Regions from separate parts of the Mus musculus genome. Here all the other regions are linked to region 4. A link is a contact called in public HiChIP or PLAC-seq and promoter capture Hi-C data. All regions are on one chromosome and are shown on one strand. The core of a region is the stretch at or near the end of the contact, and the rest is flanking DNA. Distances in the headings are between cores, read along the strand shown.

Region 1 (2,700 bases), core at 82-2,581, 2.9 Mb after region 4:
CCTTGAATTTCTGACCTTCCTGCCTTAGTATCCTCAAGTATTGGTAGTACTCGTGTGCACCACTATGCCCCACCTCTTACTTTTTAAATGCATTTTTACACATGACAAAACTCACCAATCTTTACTATTTGATCAATCTTTATAAACATATACAGGCATGTAACCATTATCCAAAATGGTCCCTCATGTCTGTCTTTCTATATAGGCAATTTCATCTCTTCACCTATCACTAACTTCCAACATCCATCAGAGCTGTTAGTAAAGTCTTGGCCTTTTCTAGAATTTTATACAGACTTCTAGTCTTTTGTTTCTGATGTTTTTTTGCTCAGTGTAGAAAGCTTCTAGAGGTCTACCTACATGCAAATAGCTTGTTACTTTTTATTGCTGCCTAGGGCTCCACAACGGTGATTCAGTGCAACTCTTTATTGGTTGATGACAGATCATTAACAAAGTTGCAAGGAACTTAGTACATATGTCTTTGTACATACATACATACATACACACATGTATATGTTTCTGTATTGGGTAAATACTTAGGTATGATTAGTGAATTGTGGGGTATGGGATATTGCCATAAATAGACTGACAAGGTGGCAAAGAGGGTAAGGCTCTTTAGTCCCTGGTACCCACATGTGGGAAAGAGAGTGTAAGTTGTTCTCTAACTTCTTTTACACATGCACATTTGCTTTCACATCCACCCACCCACTCATATGAATAAACATTATGTCAAAAGTTGGCTACCGAGCAGATGTTGTGGTTCCAATGATTATTCTAAGTAAGCACTGTGCCTGTCCGTGCAGAAGGGACGGGAAGGCAAAGAGAGAAGAAAAACACCTGCACAAATCCCAACATCATCTTTTATGATGTGGGAGCAGGGAAACTTCACACAGGGTAAAAGAGTTTCAGAATCGAAACCCGATTACTCCTGGGCCACACCGCCGTCTGGCCCAATCCTATATTTAAAAACGTTGTGTTATGTGGATTCATGCTTCCCTACTTGAGGCCATGCCATCTGGACAGAAAAGCAGAGTCTGGAGAACGTTGGAGTTCAGAACGCACCCCTAGCACGTGTATCAGTTCTGGTCTCCTAGCAACGGCGGAGCGATTATTCGGCCCTCGATTGGATCGGCACCCAGCTGAGCTGCAACACTCTGGGTGGAGCGTCTCTAAGCCCGCCCACTCCCGGGGCTCTGCGGTTCTCCACACGCAGAGAGGGGGCGGTGCGTATCCCCGGAAGAGCGGGTCGGAGCGCAGGCCGTAGGCAGGTAGCACGGACGCAGAGTGGCTGGGAAGCCGGAAACGGGCCCGGAGTGGCTGAGAAGCCGGAAAGGCGCCCCCGAGGGTGCGGCCCCGTGAAGGCGGCGGGCCTGACCGGGCGGGGCCGGGCGGGAAATGTTAGGAGAGCTGTAAACCGGGCGCGGGGTCCCGGGAGGCAGGAGCGTCCGGGCCGACGTTCGGCCCGATGACGAGCCAGGCGGCCGGGCCAGTGCTCCCCAGCGCGGGCCTCAGGTGGGCGACGCGGCGGGGCGGGCTCGAGCGGCCCGGGGCAGGGAAAGGCCACGGCTGATCGCTCTTCTCTTCTTCCAGGTCGGCCAGTCCGGCTGCCAGCGCTTCTGGGAAAACAGCCCCGGGCGCCGCCCAGCATGCCGGGCCCTCGCCGCGGAGCGCAGCCGCCGGCCCTCGGAGACGTCGGGCAGTGCGGGGAGGCGCGGCCACCGGCGGGATGTGGTAGCACGTGACACCGGCCCCATCGCGCACCTAGCAGCCGCCGGCCCCCTGCCCTGGACGTGCAGGTGAGCAGGGCAGGTCCCCAAGGCAGGGCCGAGGGAGCGGGGCGGACGCCGCCGGAGACTCAGTCTTTGTTTGGGTGCCTTCGGGCCACACGTGTGACGCGTAAATGGATTTGAGCACCTGAACCCAATAGAAATATCCAGAGTACTAGTTGGTTCCTGGGGTGATTGTTCTGAGTAGCCGTACATTGTTAGCTGCTTGGCACCTCTTTCCTGTCGTATTTTAGCTTTCGCTATTTTAATTTGGAATGTTACTGTAGTATCATAGTTCTTCACCTTTGGGGGTTTGCGGGTTACTGTAGCCAGGGATGGTGGAGTGCGGAGGTGAAGTTTTTAAATTGTGCAAGTCTCCTGAACTAGAAGGTACTGTGTTAGCGGAGTAGTAAAGACGGAGCAGTATTTAGCTGGGTTCCCCCCCCCCCCGCCCCCAAAAGCTTTTAAAAGGCTGTCAATATAGCGGGGAAGAGAAAACGTATTGACTGAAATTATTGGAGCTGGTTGATGCATTTTGTAAAGTGGCTGTATTCCTGTTAGTTTCTTAAATGTCATTTCCAGAAAACAGCGCGAGGTTTGCAACCAACAATTGATCAACTTCGGTCAGTTAGAAACATAAAAACAGCTAAGAATAATTGGCAGAAGACACAGTGACAAGACAGAAAGAACTCAGTATCCTTTAGGCCTTCTTAGGACGGTGATATGAGGTTGGTAGAATGGCTGTGCCTTGTTGAAGGGGAAGGTCCCTTGGGAGTCACTGTGTGCAGCATTCCTTCCTGGTGTCTTCTGTCTTTGAGTACTTGTGACCTTTGGTTTATGGCTGTTGAGGCCATCACGTTTTGGGGACTCACATCAAACAGAAATCTGCTGAGCCTCTGTTACTAAAGTCTTGTTTGAACGGGTGTGAGAAGGTCCA
Region 2 (2,700 bases), core at 201-2,700, 2.8 Mb after region 4:
AAAATTGAATTCTCAAAGTGTGAGGAGAGATAACTGTTATCAACATTGAAAACACTTGGTTTTACACCAATAAGTAACATGTGGGTAGGTCACCATTATATGGAAATATATATTATATATAATACAGCAACATATTTTCTTTTAATATGAAAAAATGCTCTTTTTTTAATGGTTTGGCTAACATTATTATCTTATTAGACAGGGTCTCACAATGTAACACTGGCTGGTCTGGAACTTGCTATGTAGACCAGGCTGACCTTGAACCCTGCCTCTTCCTCCAGAGCGCTAGAATAAAGGTGTAGCTCAGGCTCACTTAATGGGGGGATGGGAGCAGGGAGGAAGGGTGAAAAAATCTATTCAGGGTCTCACTTTGCTTAACTCCCTACAAATAAAGTGAAAAGGCTTATTTAAAATGCCAATTAATGGGAAACGTTTTTCTTTGAAAATTTTTCCCTTTAGAAGCCCCAGAGCCCATCTTTTTAATTTTTTTTTTCTTCACTAGTTCAAATTTCTAGCTCAGCACTTGAAGTGGGTCGTCCATACAGTTATCTCTCTATGTCCTGAAACTATCTTCTGCAGAAACACAGACGCTTCATCTGCAAAAATTAGTAATAGAACCCCATAAATTAGTAATAGAACCTAATCCTTTTTCAACTTGCCATGAAACTGTAAGCTCTCTAGGGTCATGCCTCTATTCGTGAAAAAAAAGCAACATTCTCACCCAGAGAATGCCCGCTGACAGGCGTACTTCCTGAACCCTTACAGTGAGAAAGTGAGAAAGTTACAGTTAGGTGCAGTCTGCCACTTGCACGCTCAGCTGTTTTTAAAGTTACTGTAGCCTTGGGCAGTGGCACAAATTACAGTGACCTAAGGTGTCAAGACTTTTGTCACCTTGAGCACGATGCTTTTCCGATTTAACCACTGAACTATCCCAACCGCAGAGGTAAACTCAAGTTAACACCGGGAGATTTAACGCAAGCCAAGCTTCCCGAGTTCCCTTCCCGCCCTCGGGGCCGCAGCGACCGAAACCCCGGAAGTGACTACTCACCGGGGAGGACAGCGGCACCCGGGGGAGGCTGGGCCATGGTCTCTCGGAGCCGGACCCCGGCCAGCACCCAGCTGCCGAGCGTCACAGTCACAGGCGCCCAGTGCAGCTACACCCGGGAGGCCCGGGCCTCACGTGACCGCTCGAAGCGCGCCATCCCCCGAGCCCCACGACAGCGACGCGGCTCACCTGAACCCCAACGTGGGCAGCAGGACCTGGCTGAGGTGCGCGCGCAGCTGCCCGAGCGTTGGCTCCGACTCCGGCACCTCGAGCGGCTGGGTCCGCTTCTGAAGCCGCACGCGCAGCTTCATGGCGAGAGTCGGACCGCAAGCTTCGGTCGGCCCCGGGAAGAAACCGAAAGCAAGGAGCTCCGGGCCTGCGCTCCCGAGGAATCCCCAGCGCTCGCCGCTCGGTCGACTACGCCCCCTAGAGCCTTCCGCTCGAGCGGAGGGCCGAGCGCCTGCGCTTCCCTATCGCTGGCTCGGCGCGCGACATCGCCACCTGGAGGCGAGGCGCGCACGGCGCAGGCGCTGGGTTTGCTTGGGCGCACTTGAGTCTCTACGCTTCTGCTTCTGCTTCTGCTGGGGTGAGCGAGTTTGTTCCTTCCCTCCCAGCAAGCAGGATCTTTAGCTCTGGAAGGAATGCTGCCAACAGTGTGGAGACATGACAGACGGCCCTAACCTGATGTCACTGGTTTCCGTGCCCAGAAATGAACTGCTCTATCCCTGTCATTAGAGTGCTCAGACCTGCCTGAGAAATAATGTACACAGGTCCCCTGTGATGACTAAAGAAAGTTAATGTGGAGCCAGGGATCCCTTAAGGGCTGTTGGATGCCTGGGAGGTACTAGAGACCTGCAGGTGAGATAAGAATAGGATAATGGCTGTGAGGATAGTAACTGCTGCCTTTGCTTCTTTAAAACTCACTATCGCTATGGGAAAGGGATGAAATGATCTTTTAATTACTATATAGCGGGAAGGTGAGAAACAACTGAGGAAAGTAAAACAGTTTTCCTGCCCAGCTTGTATTTCGTGGTAAGTTGTAATATACACCTTTCTGATGTCCAATTTAAAACCCCATCTTATCCTTAGTCCCCCTTCCCTATGGAATGCTGTTTGGGCTCTAAAGCTGCCTTCCTTCTGCTAGCAGTAAGCATAAACTCATTTTAATATAAATTTGAATTGAGCCTAAGTCTTTGGTTTCTCCCAATGGATTTGAAGGCCACAACAGTATAGCTCTTCACTTCTCACGATAAATCTTGATAAACCAGACTGCCTCCATCTCAGGCGTAAAAGCCATCTTATAGTAAAGACAAACTAGGTTTCTCAAGGATTGGGCTATGTCCCACCTGTAACCTTAGCTACAAATGGCTCTGTACTGCCCCATGCCTTTATTTTAAAAGGTTATTATGGTGACCCTGTTGTAACCACCTTGCAACCATGTCTTTGTTTCAAGAGGCTGTTATGACCAACTTGGTATGCTTATGTTCTGCTTCGGTAATACATGCCTATTTGCCTGCCAAATCCTCATCTGGAAACCCCCTACTCCTGAACTATTACAATCTTACCTTACCTATGTCCAGCCCATGTATACATACCAAGAAAAGCTTGATTAATTAATTTGGCCATGATGGTTTGGGGTTGATGGTCTTTCTCCT
Region 3 (2,926 bases), core at 137-2,636, 2.3 Mb before region 4:
TTGTTCATGCTTAAATTTAAGGCTTTTTTATAGAACATAATCTAGAGCTTAAGACACTGAGGGAATGATTAAGAGACTCTGAATCTGAGGTCAGCTGCTTCCTCTCACGAGCAGTGTCCTGAACCATTTCCTGTGTAGACATTCACATTGTTCAAAACCCTAGATACATTGAAACACTATACATGCTTTCATTCGCTTTTTATTTTTGTTTTTGTTTTTTTTTTTTTTTTGTTTTCGAGACAGGGTTTCTCTGTGTAGCCCTGGCTGTCCTGGAACTCACTCTGTAGACCAGGCTAGCCTCGAACTCAGAAATCCACCTGCCTCTGCCTCCCAAGTGGTGGGATTAAAGACGTGCGCCACCAACGCCCGGCTCATTAGCGTTTATTAACTACACATCTTATTGCGGACTTTTTACATAAATTTAACTCTGATCATGTTCGCCCATATATGTAATTTGTTAATAGGAAACATTTCTGGTCAGTATTGTGTTCCAGAAAACAGAACTGTGGCACATTTGAGACGCTAACTTGAATCAGCAGCATGAGTTTTACAGGGTTCCTGGCTCCCTCTAAAATTAAAAAATTAGTATGCACCACTACAGGCACATAAAGTTGAATACTAGAGACTTTCTAAATGTTGCGTTTCATCTTGTTCCATTACCAAACATTAGGTTTGATGAAGTTAGGGGAAATCCTTGGTGCTTGGGGTGGGGGTCTTAACCTAGACGGCTTAAAAATACAAAGAAGGCATTTGTTTTAAGCCCCAAGAACTATGGAAACCAAAGGGTTTGGTAAAAGAAGGCAAAGGGAGACTTAAAAATGCAATTTTGTAACAAACTAAAGCTGTATGGAAACCTTCAGCTGTGGAAGTCTGGCTTTCCCTAGATTCCAGACAAAAGAAGCGTTTGCGAACCGAGGGGATTTGACTTCCTGCGCATCCCGCACCACAGCCTGTCTGGTTTTCACGCTTCCCCTCCAGGGCCAGCACTCGGAGGGGGCAAGGCCAGTCGGCCGCCATTCTTCAGGGGGGCTCGGTGTCCCGGGAAGGAGCCAGGCCCGGGCAAAGGGTCCTCAAGAGAGCTGGCGCAGAACTCCGCCCGTCCGAAGGCGATCGAGGCCGGGACGAGGCTTCTCCGGTGCAGGGGGCCAGGAGAGAGGGAAACAGCGTGCAAACCCAGTACCGCCCATCCCTTATCAGCGTCCGAGGGGAAGGGCGGAGAGCCGAGGAAACAGCGGGCCCCGCGCCCGAGCTCCCGCCCGAGCGCCTTTTAAACTGCGTTTCTGCACCTCTCGCCCTGCGCCGCGGCGGCTGGAACCCGCGCGAGCCGCCCAGCCAATGGGTGGCGCGCTTCCTCCGGGCGCCCGCCAATGGCGGCGCGCGTTCTTGGGGCGTGCGCGAGCCAGGCTCCCCCCACCCCACCCCACGCACTAGCTTGTGTATGGGCTCGGCTCGCTGCGGGCTCCGGGTTCGGCTGCACTTGCTCCCCAGTCGTGCGCCAGGGGCTTTTTGTGGCGGGGGCCGGACCTGGGTTTTGTGTCCCGAGTTCTGTGCCGTGCCCGCGGCGCCGCTCCGGGGCAGGGATCTCCCGAGGCGGCGGGCGCAGCCCCCGGGACCAGCGAGCGAGCGCGCCGGCGTGAGCAGCGGCGGCGGCGACTGTGAGGGGCCGGGGAGGAGAGAAGGAGGGGGACGAGATGCCGGAGTTCCTAGAGGACCCTTCGGTCCTGACCAAAGACAAGTTGAAGAGCGAGTTGGTCGCCAACAACGTGACGCTCCCGGCCGGCGAGCAGCGCAAGGACGTGTACGTGCAGCTCTACCTGCAGCACCTCACGGCGCGCAACCGGCCGCCGCTCGCCGCGGGAGCCAACAGCAAAGGGCCGCCCGACTTCTCGAGCGACGAGGAGCGCGAGCCCACGCCGGTGCTCGGCTCCGGGGCCTCCGTGGGTCGCGGCCGCGGCGCCGTCGGCAGGGTAAGGCGAACCCCCCCGGGGCCGCGGAGACGGGCGTTTGGCGGCCGCGGCGCGTGCTCGGCGGCGGGGCTGGCCCCCTCGCGGGGTTCCCCGTGCCCGCGGCGGCGCCCCGATCGCGAGGCCGCCGGGGAAGGCGCGGAGAGGGGAGTCCTCGGTGCGAGCCGCCCCGGCTGTGCTGCTTGGCTGCTCGGGCCGGGTGCACGGTCCGGAGTGGGTGTAGACGCGGCCTTCCGAGCCGTTTTCTAAAGCCCGACAGGCTTGGCCCCCGGCGCGCGAGGTGAAGTTGTAGCGTTTTCCCGCTTTAGCGCCGAAGTGACTCGCAACAGTGTCAGAGCGCTCCCTGGAGGGCAGTTTGCGACATAGTCATTTCTGGCCTTTTTTTTTTTTTTTTTTAAATAAAGGCATTCCCGCCTTTTTATGTTGTTGACTTTTTTTTTTTTTTAAACAGATGGAGGGCTTTTTGAACCGTTTTGTTTCCTCGCGTGTCATATTCTTCCAGTCATCAGGCCCCGCCTTAAGTGGGTTTGCTGTACTGTAAACGGGACGTTTTAAGTACGTTGCATTTGGAAAAGTTTGTTCCCGTAGACATCCTGGAGAATCCCAGCTAGTGAGCGTTTTGTTTTATCGTTGTAAGATTTTTGCTGGAGGAAGTAAAGATCCGGAAGCAAAAAGAAAAGTTTATGACATACTGATGTATCAGTATTTGAATTTGAATGCCTCAGGCCAGTGAGATGTAAGATGCGTTCCTGCCGGTGTGTATCATTTTGCCTTTTTTTTTTTTTTTTTGGTTGCTGGCTTTTTGGGGGTACGTTTTAAATAGTATTTTGTAGGTTTATATTTAGTTAACAGAATTCAAGTCATTAAAAATTAGTTATGAGTGTTGATTTGGAGTGTTTTAAATCTTCGAGAAGCATGTGAATGTTTTGACTGGTATCGCGGTTTGCCTCTCGTTTTGGTGC
Region 4 (2,751 bases), core at 186-2,685:
TTGTATATAATTGGGGCAGTTTTACACCTTACTCTTTAACACAGAGAATCATGAGGAAGGGAGCTGGGTGGTGATTGGTGGTGCACACTTCTGATCCCAGCACTGAGTAGCAGAGACAGGGGGCTCTTTGAGTTTGAAACCCACTTGGGCTACAGTGAAAGGATGGCCAAGGCTATACAAAAAAACTTTGTCTCAAAACAAAACAAAACAAAACTCATGGGGACAGAAAATATAAAATGATGATGGATTGGCCAACCAAACCCAGTTCAAAAGTCATGGGAACTGTTTCATGATTTGAAGAAATACCCAGAACTCCCATGGATTAAAATGGATTACAATGGGAAAGGTAATAAATGGAGGCAAAGATATCTTGATTCACTGTATTCTACCCATGATGGGCTCTGACTACTCACAAGCCAGGCTAGGATGAAATCTTATCTCAAGGACTTTGCACTTGGACCTTCCTCCATCAATTTTTGTGCAAATAACTCCATGGCTCATCGACTGTACACACACACTCTCTCTATATATATGATTAAGAGCTGTAGGATCTAGCTTAGTGGTAGAGCTGCTTCCTGGCATTCGTGAAGAGCCAGATTTTATTTTCTAGTACTAAACTAAAACCTGGACCTCGGAGTCTGCGTGTGAATGAAGATCGTCACTTACAAGATGCCCAACTTTGGTTTCCTTGCATGCCAAGGGGGCTTAAAAAAAACAAACAAACATACACTTCACGTTTTGAGTTTATAACCAGCATTACTGTATTATGGGTGGAAACAGCTTTTGATGGTGCACGGTATGTATCGAGCAGCAGTTAATGCTAGGTTGTGACGGTTATGCTTTCTTTCTATAATAAAACCCTTTTATCCTTTTTATTAAAAATTTTCATACAATATATTTTGATCGTGTTTTTCCCTTTCCCAACTCCTCTCAGATTCTCCCAACCCATTCAACTGTACATTCTTCTCTCTTAAAAAAGAAAGAAAGAAAGAAAGAAAGAAAGAAAGAAAGAAAGAAAGAAAGGAAGGAAGGAAGGACGCTGGGCAGTGGTGGCATAAGCCTTTAATCCCAGCACTTGGGAGGTAGAGGTAGGCGGATTTCTGAGTTCGAGGCCGGCCTGGTCTACACAGTGAGTTCCAGGACAGCCAGGATTAGAGAAACCCTGTCTTGAAAAAACAAAACACCAAACCAAACCAAACCCCACCATCACCACCAATCTACAAAAACGAAAATCAAGACCAACAGGCAAATGACAAATATGACAAACAATGTCCAAAACAAAACAAAACGTCCACAAAAATACCACTGAGTTTGTTTTGTGTTGGCCAACTTCTCATGTAGCAAAAACTGTACATCCGCAAACTGCACGACTGACAATCAGGAAGAGCACGCATGCTCGGCCCGCCTCTTCCGCCCACATGACCCACACATCCTGGCTTTCCAACATGGCGGCGCCCAGCGGCACTAACTACACGTGAGGAAAAGCAGGCACCGGAGCATTGGAGAGTACCGCGTGGGAGTAACTTTCTCCTCCGCAGTGCCCGCGGATCCCTTCCTGTCGTCCTGAGACCCTCGCGGGCCGCTGTCCCGCCGCAGCCATGAAGCCAAAGCCACTTTCGCACAAGACCGAGAACACATACCGGGTGAGCGCGGGAGTTTGGGCCCGGAGCCGCGGTTCGCCCTGCCTCTGCCTGACCAGCTGATCGCCTTAACCCCAGGGCCTGCAAGTCCGGGCAGAGCCGGAATCGCTTGCCCGGGGCTCTGGCGAAAATGGGAGACTATGCCAGTATAAAAAAAAAAAAAAAACATTAGTTCGCAGGGGAGTGAGGAAACTTGAATTCCAGAGTCCGCCTTTTAGCGGTGAGATCTGGCCTGTCTGGGCAACTCCCTTCACTCCAGGCTCAAATTGATTGGCCCAGGGGATCGTCTGCAACCGAGTCCCCCTTCTAACTTTAAAGACTGAACAGAGGAGGGTAGAGCGAGCTGGCAAGTGGCGAATGACTTCTGCTGGCTACTGTTGTACTTTATAATGCCTTTCCAAGCCCTTTTGTAACTGAGTCTGTCTGTTTTTAAAAAATATACCTGTTCCCACAACTTAGCGAGATCCCTGTGCTTTCGGTGTGGTGTGAAAGCGTTCGTCCAGGTTCCAGTCTGTGTGGAAATTGTATTTGATAAAACATAATGTAGGAGGTAGATCGGTTGGTGGAGTGTTTGAATAACATTCAGGGAGCCCTAGGTTGGATCCCCATTAAAAACAACAACAGTTACAACAAAAACAGGTGTGATGGCTAAATGCCTGTTACCCCAGACCTGGGGATGTAGAAGCAAGAGGGTCTGAACTTAAATTTTAAGGTCATCGTTGGCTACATAGCCTGTTCCAAGGGTACTTAAGTTAAAAGAAAAAAGAAATACAGATGAAGTAAGTTATGCAAAAAGTACAAGTATTTATTATCTTCAAGTAGTAACTGCTTTTGTTTAGAGTTCTTACATTTACCTTTTGTGTTTCATAAGTAATAGCTGCTCTTATTTTAAAAAGTTACATATTTTATGACCAATAGAAACCACGGGTCTGAAATGATACGCTAAGGGTACTGTTGTTTGTGGTGATGGTCCAGAGGTTGCTCACTGAAGCTCTAAAACGTTCTGTGTTCAGAATTTGATGTGATTATGGTGTAGTTTTACTCCAGCAGATATCAAAACCTGATAAGCATTGAATGCTAATATGTCTTAAATATGCTTTTTCTCTGCAGT
Region 5 (2,950 bases), core at 203-2,702, 2.1 Mb after region 4:
CAGTCACAGTTTCACAATACTTGCTTACTTGCTCGATAAAAAAAAAAAAGAAAGGAAGAAAGAAAGAAAGAAAGAAAGAAAGAGAGTAAGAAAGAAAGAAAGTGGATGATGGGCTGTCATACGCAGAAATGGCCATCTTTTTCCAAAAGCACAAATAAATAAGATCCTGGTATGCTCTAAACAACAAACACAAGCACAGAGGCATAAGGCCTTCGTCTTACATTTCTGTATGCTTTGGCAAATGTAGGTAAATCAGACAGATGTAAATAAGCCATCACCACATTATGTAAACACCAAACCACAGATTCAAGTTCTACAAGTCTAAATTCTTGAAGTTGTCAAAGGGACTATGACATTGTCACTGAAAAGCTTGCCTTCGGGAACCTGGATTGCCTAAAAAAAAAAAACAACTCGAATTTTCTTGGAGAAAGCGGTGATGGAATGGATGTGTTAGAGGCAGGCAAGCGTGCTGGTGGAAAATTGGTTAAAATGAGGCTAAAGAGCTTAGAAAACATTTCGGAACGTACAAGCTGGCCTTAGGGACTTCCCTCACCAGAAAGAGCCTCTTTTGCTATCTTTCGGAAGGCGGAAAGGTGTTTCTATGAAGTTACAAAGCCACAATCCAGGCTGTTTTGCAAGCTCTGCGGCTTTTGCTTTCAAGTATCTGCATAAGTTCTTTCCTGTTCTATGCTAGCCTGGACTTCACCACCGCGCTCTCTGGCTGATTCACAAAAGAGGCTCTAGATTGCCCAGTCATTCTTTGATATTTATGGGGATGTCAAAGGAACTTGGGTCCTTGTTTCCTTCGGGGTTGGAGAGCCCCTGCCACCCTCTACTGCAAACCAAACCAGAGAGGACAGGAAATGCGAGCAGCGCAACGCCAAGTGTAACTGAAGGCTCTAGGGACCCTGAGTGACGCGCAAGAAAGCGGACGTGGAAACCCGGGTGCTACCACCAGCCCAGAATCCAGGGCTGACCCTCTGACACGGTGAGACTAGGGCTACGCGGGGCTGCTTTTCAGGTCCGCCTCTGAAAACTGTGTGCATTAGAGTCCTAGAACAAGCACAGATCTATTCTGCAATCTGAATGAGGTGGAAATCCTATAATCACTCAGAGACATTTCCCGCGGACACAAGATTGGAGTAAGCAAGGGCCAAGCTACGCAACTGGCTTAGATGCCAGAGACTACAATTCCCAGCATTCATGAGATTAGTGCGTTGCATGCCGGAAACTGTAGTTTCTCACCACCATCCAAACGCATTCCGGATATTCAACCCCTCACAAATTTCTCTTTTGCGAAAAGAAACGCCCAAAAGAAAGGTGACGGCGAACGTAGCGCTGAAAGGACTCGTAACGTGACCCGCGTCGTAGACGAGAAAAGGGTAAAGGACGCATTGTCTTGGCTACCGTTTCCCCTAGTCACGGACTAAACGTTCGCTAGAAGCCGGAAGTGGTTCCCCGGGACCTCTAGGAATGGACAGACGTGCTATGCGCCTACGTTCATTGGACGGTTTTCCTCAGGGACCAAGGCTTCCCAGGCCAAAGGGTGGCCCGGTGTGTGAGGGCCCGCGGAGCCATCTGATTGGAGGAAAGCCGCTGGACAAGCCCAATCGCAAGGAGCCACGCTTCGGGCATCGGGCACCGCACCTGGACAGTTCCGATTGGCGGGCTGCGGTCCCCCCCCATGCGTCTCCATTGGGTGCAGAGAGTGCGTGGTGAGGCACGATTGGTGAGTTCGTGTTTCCCGTCCCCCGCCCGCAAGCAGTGGGGTGAAAAGCGGCCCGACCTGCGCGCGGCTTAGTGGGCGGACCGCGCTGCTGGAGGTGTGAGGAGCTTAGACTCGGGATTGGGGGGGTGGAGGCGGCTCCTGAGACCGAAAAGGACTTGCGACTCGCCGGCCACGCACCATGAGGGTCCTGTGGGTGTTGGGCCTCTGCTGTGTCCTGCTGACCTTCGGTGAGTGACCGGGCGGCAGTGGGCGCCCTCCCCTTCCTGTGTGGCCGCTTCTCGAACGTTCTTGGGGCGTTGAACCTGGGTTGGGGACGCCGGGTGGCCTACAGGGGTTTCAGGGACCATCTCGTTCCCTCGAAGGAGACTTGGGTGATGATGCTTTCCCTGAGGCCTCTGGGAAAAGGCGACTTGGAGACCGGGCATTTAAATAAATACCCTGCGGATGGTGCTAGAGCGCTCCCCGAAGTCTCGCTGACGGGGCGCGGTCTCTCGGACTCTACTCCCGGGGGAAGCCTTCCTGGAACCCCTCCCTAAGGACTTTTGTGATCAGGTCCGACCTTTGGCCACCAGAGCCTGAGGACCCCCAGCCCCTGCCCTCTACTCCCGGAGCGCGTTTCTGTTTTCTAACGCCCGACTCGCGAGCGTGGGCCCTCGGGCCAGCGTCGTGGCGGTGGCCCAATATCTGATTCCGATGTGCTTCAAGAGCTGTCCTTGACATGTCTTCCCCTTTGGGCCGGATTTCAGTTCCCCTCAACAGAAGTTGCACAAACCCTGTTTGCATTCTGACCTGTGATAACTAAGTGAGGCCCAAGTTTTGGCTTGGCCAGTGTAGAGACCTCCTCTCAGCTGTGCGCAACACGTGTGGGTGTAGACGGGGGCCTCTCTCACTGCCTAGGATAGACACACGTGATGGCTGCCTGGCCTTCCAGAGTCAACGGGGGTCTTGAGCATTCATATTTAAACTTTAGCGTGCAAACTTACCTTGACATTGGTTATTGACGTCAGTACATAATTCTTCCATCTCAACAGCTTGTATTTACTTACTGAATTGTGTTAACTCTTGCCCCCGTTGATATGGCTTTTTATGCGAAGGAGAGGAAGCAATAGTGTGGAGAGTTGTAACCTTTCTCCCCAGGGTTCGTCAGAGCTGATGATGAAGTCGACGTGGATGGCACAGTGGAAGAGGACCTGGGTAAAAGCCGAGAAGGCTCAAGGACAG
Region 6 (2,869 bases), core at 108-2,607, 2.9 Mb after region 4:
TTAACATCCTGGTCTAGTTACTCCTCCAGTTTCATGTCTGTGACCTTCAGAGCCACTATGAATAATTATGATCCCATTTCATAGAAGTGAAAACAGAGGAATGTATCACACAAAGGTGGTAATGGCATAGGCGGAACCTGAACCCAAGTCTTCCTGATTGCTATGGTGGTGTTTTTCACAGGGTAGGACTATCCTGCAAATCACTGCCAGCTTTCTTATCCCAAGAGCAAGAGTCAATTAAGTTTAAAGGTACAGACACAGGACACAGTCCAAACAAAGCTATGGAACACAGTGATCCCTGAAAGAGGGATTTATCCATCTTTGTAGGGAATTGCTGGCCAGAGCAGATTTCCTTCACAAGCATTTGTAGAAATAAATGATACAGTGTTGTGATATGCTTCTTTTGGATGCTCATTTTGTAATGGAGTGTTTGTTGTACATCTTCAATCTCATTCTGATACATTGCAAACGTCATTAGTATTTTATCTTGCTCAGCTGTTTCACTAATGTTCATGGGGCATGAACTCCAAACTGTATGTTCTATATAGCAGTTGACCTGATCCAGGGTGAAGAGGTTTCAGGAGCAGCTCAAAAACATTCTTAAAGCAGTATGTCTTCAATAGCAGCAGTCAGGAGACATTGGCAAGGGTATCTGTGAGAGTTCGAAGCCAACCCGGATACATAGGCTCACCAAGGCTAAGTATCGAGATCTTACTTTAAAAAAGGGGGGGGGGTGAAGGGAGGGAGGGAGAGAGAAAGGGGGAGGGGGGAAGAAAGGAAAAAGAGAGAGAAAGAAAGAAAGAAAGAAAGAAAGAAAGAAAGAGGGGAAGAAAGAAAGATAGAGGGAAAGAAAGAAAGAGGGGAAGAAAGAAAGAGGGGGAGAAAGAAAGAAAGAAAGAAAGAAAGAGGGAAAGAAAGAAAGAGGAAAAGAAAGAAAAGGAAAGAAAGAAAGAAAAAAGGAAGGAAGGAAGGAAGAAAGACAGACAGACAGACAGACAGAAAGAAAGAAAGAAAGAAAGAAAGAAAGAGGGAAAGAAAGAAAGAGGGGAAGAAAGAAAGAAAGAAAGAAAGAAAGAAAGAGGAAAAGAAAGGAAGAAGGAAAGAAAGGAAGGAAAGGAAGGAAGGAAGAAAGAAGAAAGAAAGAAAGAAAGAAAGAAAGAAAGGAAGAAAGGAAGGAAGAGAGAGAGAGAGAAAGAAAGAAAGAGGGAGAGAAAGAAAGAGGGGGGGGAAGTGCAAGTGAAGACTAGCGCTGTAATTCATTGTAACGAGATGATCAGGACTCGCGCGAAGAGTTTTGAGCCTCGGCGCTTGCCATCTTCCCTCCTGGAGCGGAGCTGGTCGCGCCTGCGCCCTGAGAGGCGGCGCTGCGTGGAGCGGGTGGACTGCGGGGTGGTTTCTCTTTCTAAGCGTAGCCAGGAGCTATCGCTGGCCTCGCCGCCACCATGAGTCGTAACTACAACGATGAGCTACAGTTCTTGGACAAGATCAATAAAAACTGCTGGAGGATCAAGAAGGGCTTTGTGCCCAACATGCAGGTGAGTTGGGGCAGCGGCCTTGGGAGCTGCAGGCCGCGACTCCGCCGCGAACCGGCGGCCTCCGCCCAGCGCAGGGCTGCGGGGTTCCAGGTCTCCCTCCTCTGCAGACTGCACGCGCCAGGTCCACACACACGAGGACAGACGGACGCAGCGTGGGGGCTCACGCGTGTTTTCCCCACGCACCATCAGACACGGTGTTCCTGGTCTTCCGAGATTTCTGTGGACTTTCCCAAGTTGGCACCGCCAGCCAGGAACTCTGTTTCTCTTGAGTCCTGATATTTAGTTAACGTTTACAGATGGCATTCTCCAAACTTAACTGGGTTTTAACGTAACGACAATCGGCATGATTCGAGCTTTTAATATGCTCTTGGCGGAGGACCCCCGAGTTGGTGGGTAACTTATCTGTACCCATCTAGGAAGACAACCCTGAATTCGTATCGAGTCCACTTCTCTCAGCCTGAATGATGTGTTTCAGCTGAAGGCTTGGGAGCCAGAGACCAGGATCTGAAACCCTGGGCCTGCTGTCGCCACCGCCGTGTGTACTCGAAAGTTCCGATAAACGTTGAGGAAGAAAACACTTGTGAGGTTTTGGCACATGTGTTAAGTGACACCGTCTCATAAATGCCATGAGAATGCAATAAAGATTTGCAGTCCTTTGTCTTAGTAAAAAGTTTCTGATAGGCTTCGCTTGGTGGCTCGGGCCTATAATCCCTGGAGGCTGGGAAATGGAAGATCCATTCAGGACTGGTTACACAGAGAAGCCTTGCACCACTTTGCAAGGTATACTAGGGAGAAAAAGTCCACAGCAGTGAAACAGTATTTTCCTTTGTTGTGTGGAAGAAGGGAAGGCTGGTTGGTAGAGTCTTGCTAATTTATTAAGTGACACATGAAAATTGTACATTATATCCGTGTGTGTGTGTGTGTGTATAATATATATACGCATATATTATATACATATATATTATACACACATACATATTATATATATATATATATATGATGCTTTTTATAATGCGTAAGTTATATAATAGCAAAATCATGATAGACATATCGCCTCAGAAATTTGTGAGCAGTTTTTCCGTTTTGAAGATCGTTGATTAGATTTTACGGGTTGGACATTTCCAGTTTAAACCCAGATCTAAAATGCTCTAAGATCCTTTTAGATTGTGACTGGAAGTTTTCCTCTTAAAAGACGCAACGTGGCAGCTTCATGCAGAATGAAGCACTTTGTGTGGTATAGACGTTCATGCAGAATGAAGCACTATGTGTGGTATAGACGTTCATGCAGAATGAAGCGCTATGTGTGGTATAGACGTTCATGCAGAATGAAGCGC
Region 7 (2,700 bases), core at 19-2,518, 3.0 Mb after region 4:
GATCTAAGTTCCATCCCAGAAGCCACTCAAAAGCTGGGTGTAGTGTAGGGGACACCTGTAATCCCAGCACTAGGGACTACAGAGACGAGAATTTCTGGTGCCTTGGCCAGCCACTCTATCTCGATTGACTAACGCTGGGTTCAATCAGACAGCGCACACATACACAAACACATGAACATGGGCATACATACATACACATACACACACACAAAGGTATTTGTATTGCTTGGGGTTGGGGCATGACAACTAGGGATTTTTAAGACTCTCTTAATACTTCGAAAGCTGTGTATGGCCCTTTTAAAATGAAAACAATTTTCTTTTGGAGAATTTTTAATAAGGCAAGTGTTGTCCCTATCCTATAAATATACACTGCTTGCTTGCTGTTGGCAAAACACCAGAGAAAACAGTGACTAAACACTACCTGCACTCTGGTAGAATTTACACCTATAAGGAGTATTTCCATCCCTCACCGCATGTAAATTCATGTCGAGGCCACTCCCACGTCTATCACATATCGAGTTGTCACTACTCAGACAATTACACCCATAGCAACCCCTTCACTTCTTTTAGGACACTTACAACCCCTGACATCCCGAAAGTCAAGAACAGGGCTTTGCCCTATATCGCTCCAACATATCCCGGAACTCCAGGCTCCGCTTGGCTTGCAGAAAACACTGTGTAATGAACAAAACCGCCTGAGTAACCGGCTTCCTTTGCCACGGTCTCCAGCTTTTGTACAACTTCCTTCATACTGTGTTACACTGACACCTTGTTCTCTCTGCCCCATAACGTTTTATCCGGATCACCGTAAGAAACTCGTAACAAGCAAACACCCCCGCCCCTTCCCAGTGCACAAAAAGTCCACGTGTTCGTGCATCTCAGGGATGGGATCGGGGTTCCCGCTCCGGGCAGGGAAGGGGCGCGCGGTCTCTGCTCGCCCGGGTCACCGGAGCCACACCTCACATGGCTACAGTCCCGGCCAACCTGGCAGGTCCCATCGCGTGGCTCCTGCTGGGCGCGTGCTGCCCCAGACGGGGCCGAGCCCACGGCCATGCCGTGGCATCTCCCCATACACAGGCCTCACCTTGTCTGGAGTCTCTTTGGCCACGCCGCGGCGGACCCAGGCCACGCAGGTCACTTGGCGGCTGCGGTTCATGATCTTCGGTTTGAACCCGGCGCAGGTTGGAGCCCTGGGAGCTGGGAGACACTACTCTTGAGCTCCGCGGAGGGGAACAACGCGCAGGCGCGGGCGCTCGCTGACGTCACTCGCAGGCGCCAAGGGGAAGGGGAGGGGAATTTGCATGAGATGGGCGGGGCCGTATGCAAATCTACGACTGCTTCCTGTGGAGTTTCTATCTCCTTCCTCCTATTCTTCCATAAGAGTTCCCAAGCTCCATCCACTGTTTGGCTGTGTCTGTATCTGTCTGAATCAGCTACTGGGGGGAGCCTCTCAGAGAACAATATGCTTCTGTCTGCAAGCATAGCAGAGTTTCATTAATAGTGTTAGGGATTGGTGCTTGCCCACTGGACGGGTCTCAAGTTGAAATGGTTATTGGTTGGCCATTCACTCAGTCTCTGCTCCCTCCCCTATGCCAGCATTTCTTGTAGACAGGATAAATTTTGAGTTGAAAGTTTTGTGGGTGGGTTGGTGTCTCTATTGGAGTTCCATTCTGGATACAGGAGATGGCCTCTTCAGGTTCCACATCCCCAATGAGAGTCACAGCTAAGGTCACCCCCCACTGATTCTTGGGAGCCTCCCTTATCCCAGGCCTTTGTCTCGTCCTGGAGATGCAGGTTTCCCCCCACTTTGCAGATTTCCATTCATTTTCATGGCCATATAGCTATCTCTCCTGTTCTTCTCCATGCCTGATCCTGAATCCCCCATTTCCCCTCTCTCCCAGTTCCCTCCCTCCATCAGCCTCTTATGACTATTTTATTCCCTCTTCTAAGTGAGATTCAAGCTTCCTTGATTGAGTCTTCCTTCTTGTTTAGTTTCTTTGGTTCTGTGAAGTGGACCATGGTACCTGTATTTTATGGACAATATCCACTTATCACTGAGTACACACCATGCATGCCCTTTTGGGACTGGGTTATCTCACTCAGGATGATATTCTCAAGTTCCATCTATTTGCCTGCAAAGTTCATGATGCCTTAGGTTTTAATAGTTGAATAGTATTCCATTGTGTAGATGTACCATGCCTTTATCCATTCTTCAGGTGAGGGATATCTAGGTTGTTTCCTGTTTCTGGCTATTACAAATAAAACTGTTATGAACATTGATGAACAAGCATCTTTGTGGGATGATGGAACATCTCTTGAGTACATGCCCAGAAGTGGTATGGCTGGGTCTTGAGTTTTCTGAGAAACTGCCAAGTTGATTTCCAAAGTGATTGTATAAGTTTGTACTCCCACCAGCAATAAAGACTGCTCCCCTTGCTCCACATCCTCACCAGCATATGCTATCTCATGAGTTTTTTTTTTTTATCTTAGACATTCTGATGGATGTAAGGTGGAACCTTAGAGTTGTTTTGATTTGCATTTCCCTGATGATTAAGGACTTTGAACATTTCTTGAAGTGCTTCCCTGCCATTTGAGATTCCTCTGAGAATTCTCTGTTTAGCTCTGTACGCCATTTTTTAATTGGGTTATTTGGATTGCTGGTGTCTGCCTTCTTGAGTTCTTTGCAAATTTTGGATACTA

Evidence for each region. Promoter capture Hi-C pulls out the DNA fragments that hold promoters and counts their contacts. HiChIP or PLAC-seq counts read pairs in DNA pulled down with a chosen protein or histone mark. Capture Hi-C pulls out chosen DNA fragments and counts their contacts.
Region 1: a promoter capture Hi-C map of hippocampal neurons shows a contact between it and region 4, with 16 times the contacts expected there. The contact joins the promoter of Prdm4 here to the promoter of Utp20 in region 4. A contact is called at or near these places in 6 of 39 promoter capture datasets (the 3T3-L1 cell line, hippocampal neurons, liver and 2 more), 2 of 115 datasets of contacts at active chromatin or transcription factors (astrocytes and embryonic stem cells) and 2 of 9 other capture datasets (adipose tissue and liver).
Region 2: a contact with region 4 is called in a promoter capture Hi-C map of pre-B cells, with 6 times the contacts expected there. The contact joins the promoter of Fbxo7 here to the promoter of Utp20 in region 4. A contact is called at or near these places in 4 of 39 promoter capture datasets (hippocampal neurons, liver and pre-B cells) and 1 of 484 Hi-C or Micro-C datasets (CD4 T cells).
Region 3: an H3K27ac HiChIP or PLAC-seq map of embryonic stem cells shows a contact between it and region 4, with 8 times the contacts expected there. The contact joins the promoter of Tmpo here to the promoter of Utp20 in region 4. A contact is called at or near these places in 2 of 39 promoter capture datasets (embryonic stem cells and liver), 2 of 484 Hi-C or Micro-C datasets (both in embryonic stem cells) and 1 of 115 datasets of contacts at active chromatin or transcription factors (embryonic stem cells).
Region 5: a promoter capture Hi-C map of adipose tissue shows a contact between it and region 4, with 2.6 times the contacts expected there. The contact joins the promoter of Ttc41 here to the promoter of Utp20 in region 4. A contact is called at or near these places in 8 of 39 promoter capture datasets (the 3T3-L1 cell line, the C10 cell line, embryonic stem cells and 4 more), 1 of 484 Hi-C or Micro-C datasets (embryonic stem cells), 4 of 115 datasets of contacts at active chromatin or transcription factors (astrocytes and embryonic stem cells) and 2 of 9 other capture datasets (adipose tissue and liver).
Region 6: a promoter capture Hi-C map of hippocampal neurons shows a contact between it and region 4, with 6 times the contacts expected there. The contact joins the promoter of Rtcb here to the promoter of Utp20 in region 4. A contact is called at or near these places in 2 of 39 promoter capture datasets (hippocampal neurons and pre-B cells), 1 of 115 datasets of contacts at active chromatin or transcription factors (large pre-B cells) and 2 of 9 other capture datasets (adipose tissue and liver).
Region 7: a contact with region 4 is called in a promoter capture Hi-C map of liver, with 8 times the contacts expected there. The contact joins the promoter of Pwp1 here to the promoter of Utp20 in region 4. A contact is called at or near these places in 7 of 39 promoter capture datasets (the 3T3-L1 cell line, embryonic stem cells, hippocampal neurons and 3 more), 2 of 484 Hi-C or Micro-C datasets (B cells and liver), 1 of 115 datasets of contacts at active chromatin or transcription factors (embryonic stem cells) and 1 of 9 other capture datasets (embryonic stem cells).

Annotation. Positions count from the first base shown.
Region 1 is chr10:85,915,617-85,918,316 of GRCm38.p6, reverse strand. Prdm4 (PR domain containing 4) reads left to right here and starts at 1,331. Exons shown (of 12, transcript NM_001302886.1): 1 at 1,331-1,509; 2 at 1,588-1,793.
Region 2 is chr10:86,020,679-86,023,378 of GRCm38.p6, reverse strand. Fbxo7 (F-box protein 7) reads right to left here and starts at 1,450. Exons shown (of 9, transcript NM_153195.2): 1 at 1,235-1,450. The coding sequence starts at 1,356.
Region 3 is chr10:91,170,079-91,173,004 of GRCm38.p6, reverse strand. Tmpo (thymopoietin) reads left to right here and starts at 1,386. Exons shown (of 4, transcript NM_011605.3): 1 at 1,386-1,967. The coding sequence starts at 1,692.
Region 4 is chr10:88,825,498-88,828,248 of GRCm38.p6, reverse strand. Utp20 (UTP20 small subunit processome component) reads left to right here and starts at 1,435. Exons shown (of 62, transcript NM_175158.3): 1 at 1,435-1,643; 2 at 2,751. The coding sequence starts at 1,599.
Region 5 is chr10:86,704,313-86,707,262 of GRCm38.p6, reverse strand. Ttc41 (tetratricopeptide repeat domain 41) reads right to left here and starts at 1,452. Exons shown (of 16, transcript NM_001003910.2): 1 at 1,246-1,452. Hsp90b1 (heat shock protein 90, beta (Grp94), member 1) reads left to right here and starts at 1,819. Exons shown (of 18, transcript NM_011631.1): 1 at 1,819-1,956; 2 at 2,867-2,950. The coding sequence starts at 1,908.
Region 6 is chr10:85,956,281-85,959,149 of GRCm38.p6, reverse strand. It overlaps Rtcb (RNA 2',3'-cyclic phosphate and 5'-OH ligase), which reads left to right and starts at 1,357. Exons shown (of 12, transcript NM_145422.4): 1 at 1,357-1,535. The coding sequence starts at 1,443.
Region 7 is chr10:85,870,399-85,873,098 of GRCm38.p6, reverse strand. Pwp1 (PWP1 homolog, endonuclein) reads right to left here and starts at 1,268. Exons shown (of 15, transcript NM_133993.3): 1 at 1,085-1,268. The coding sequence starts at 1,156.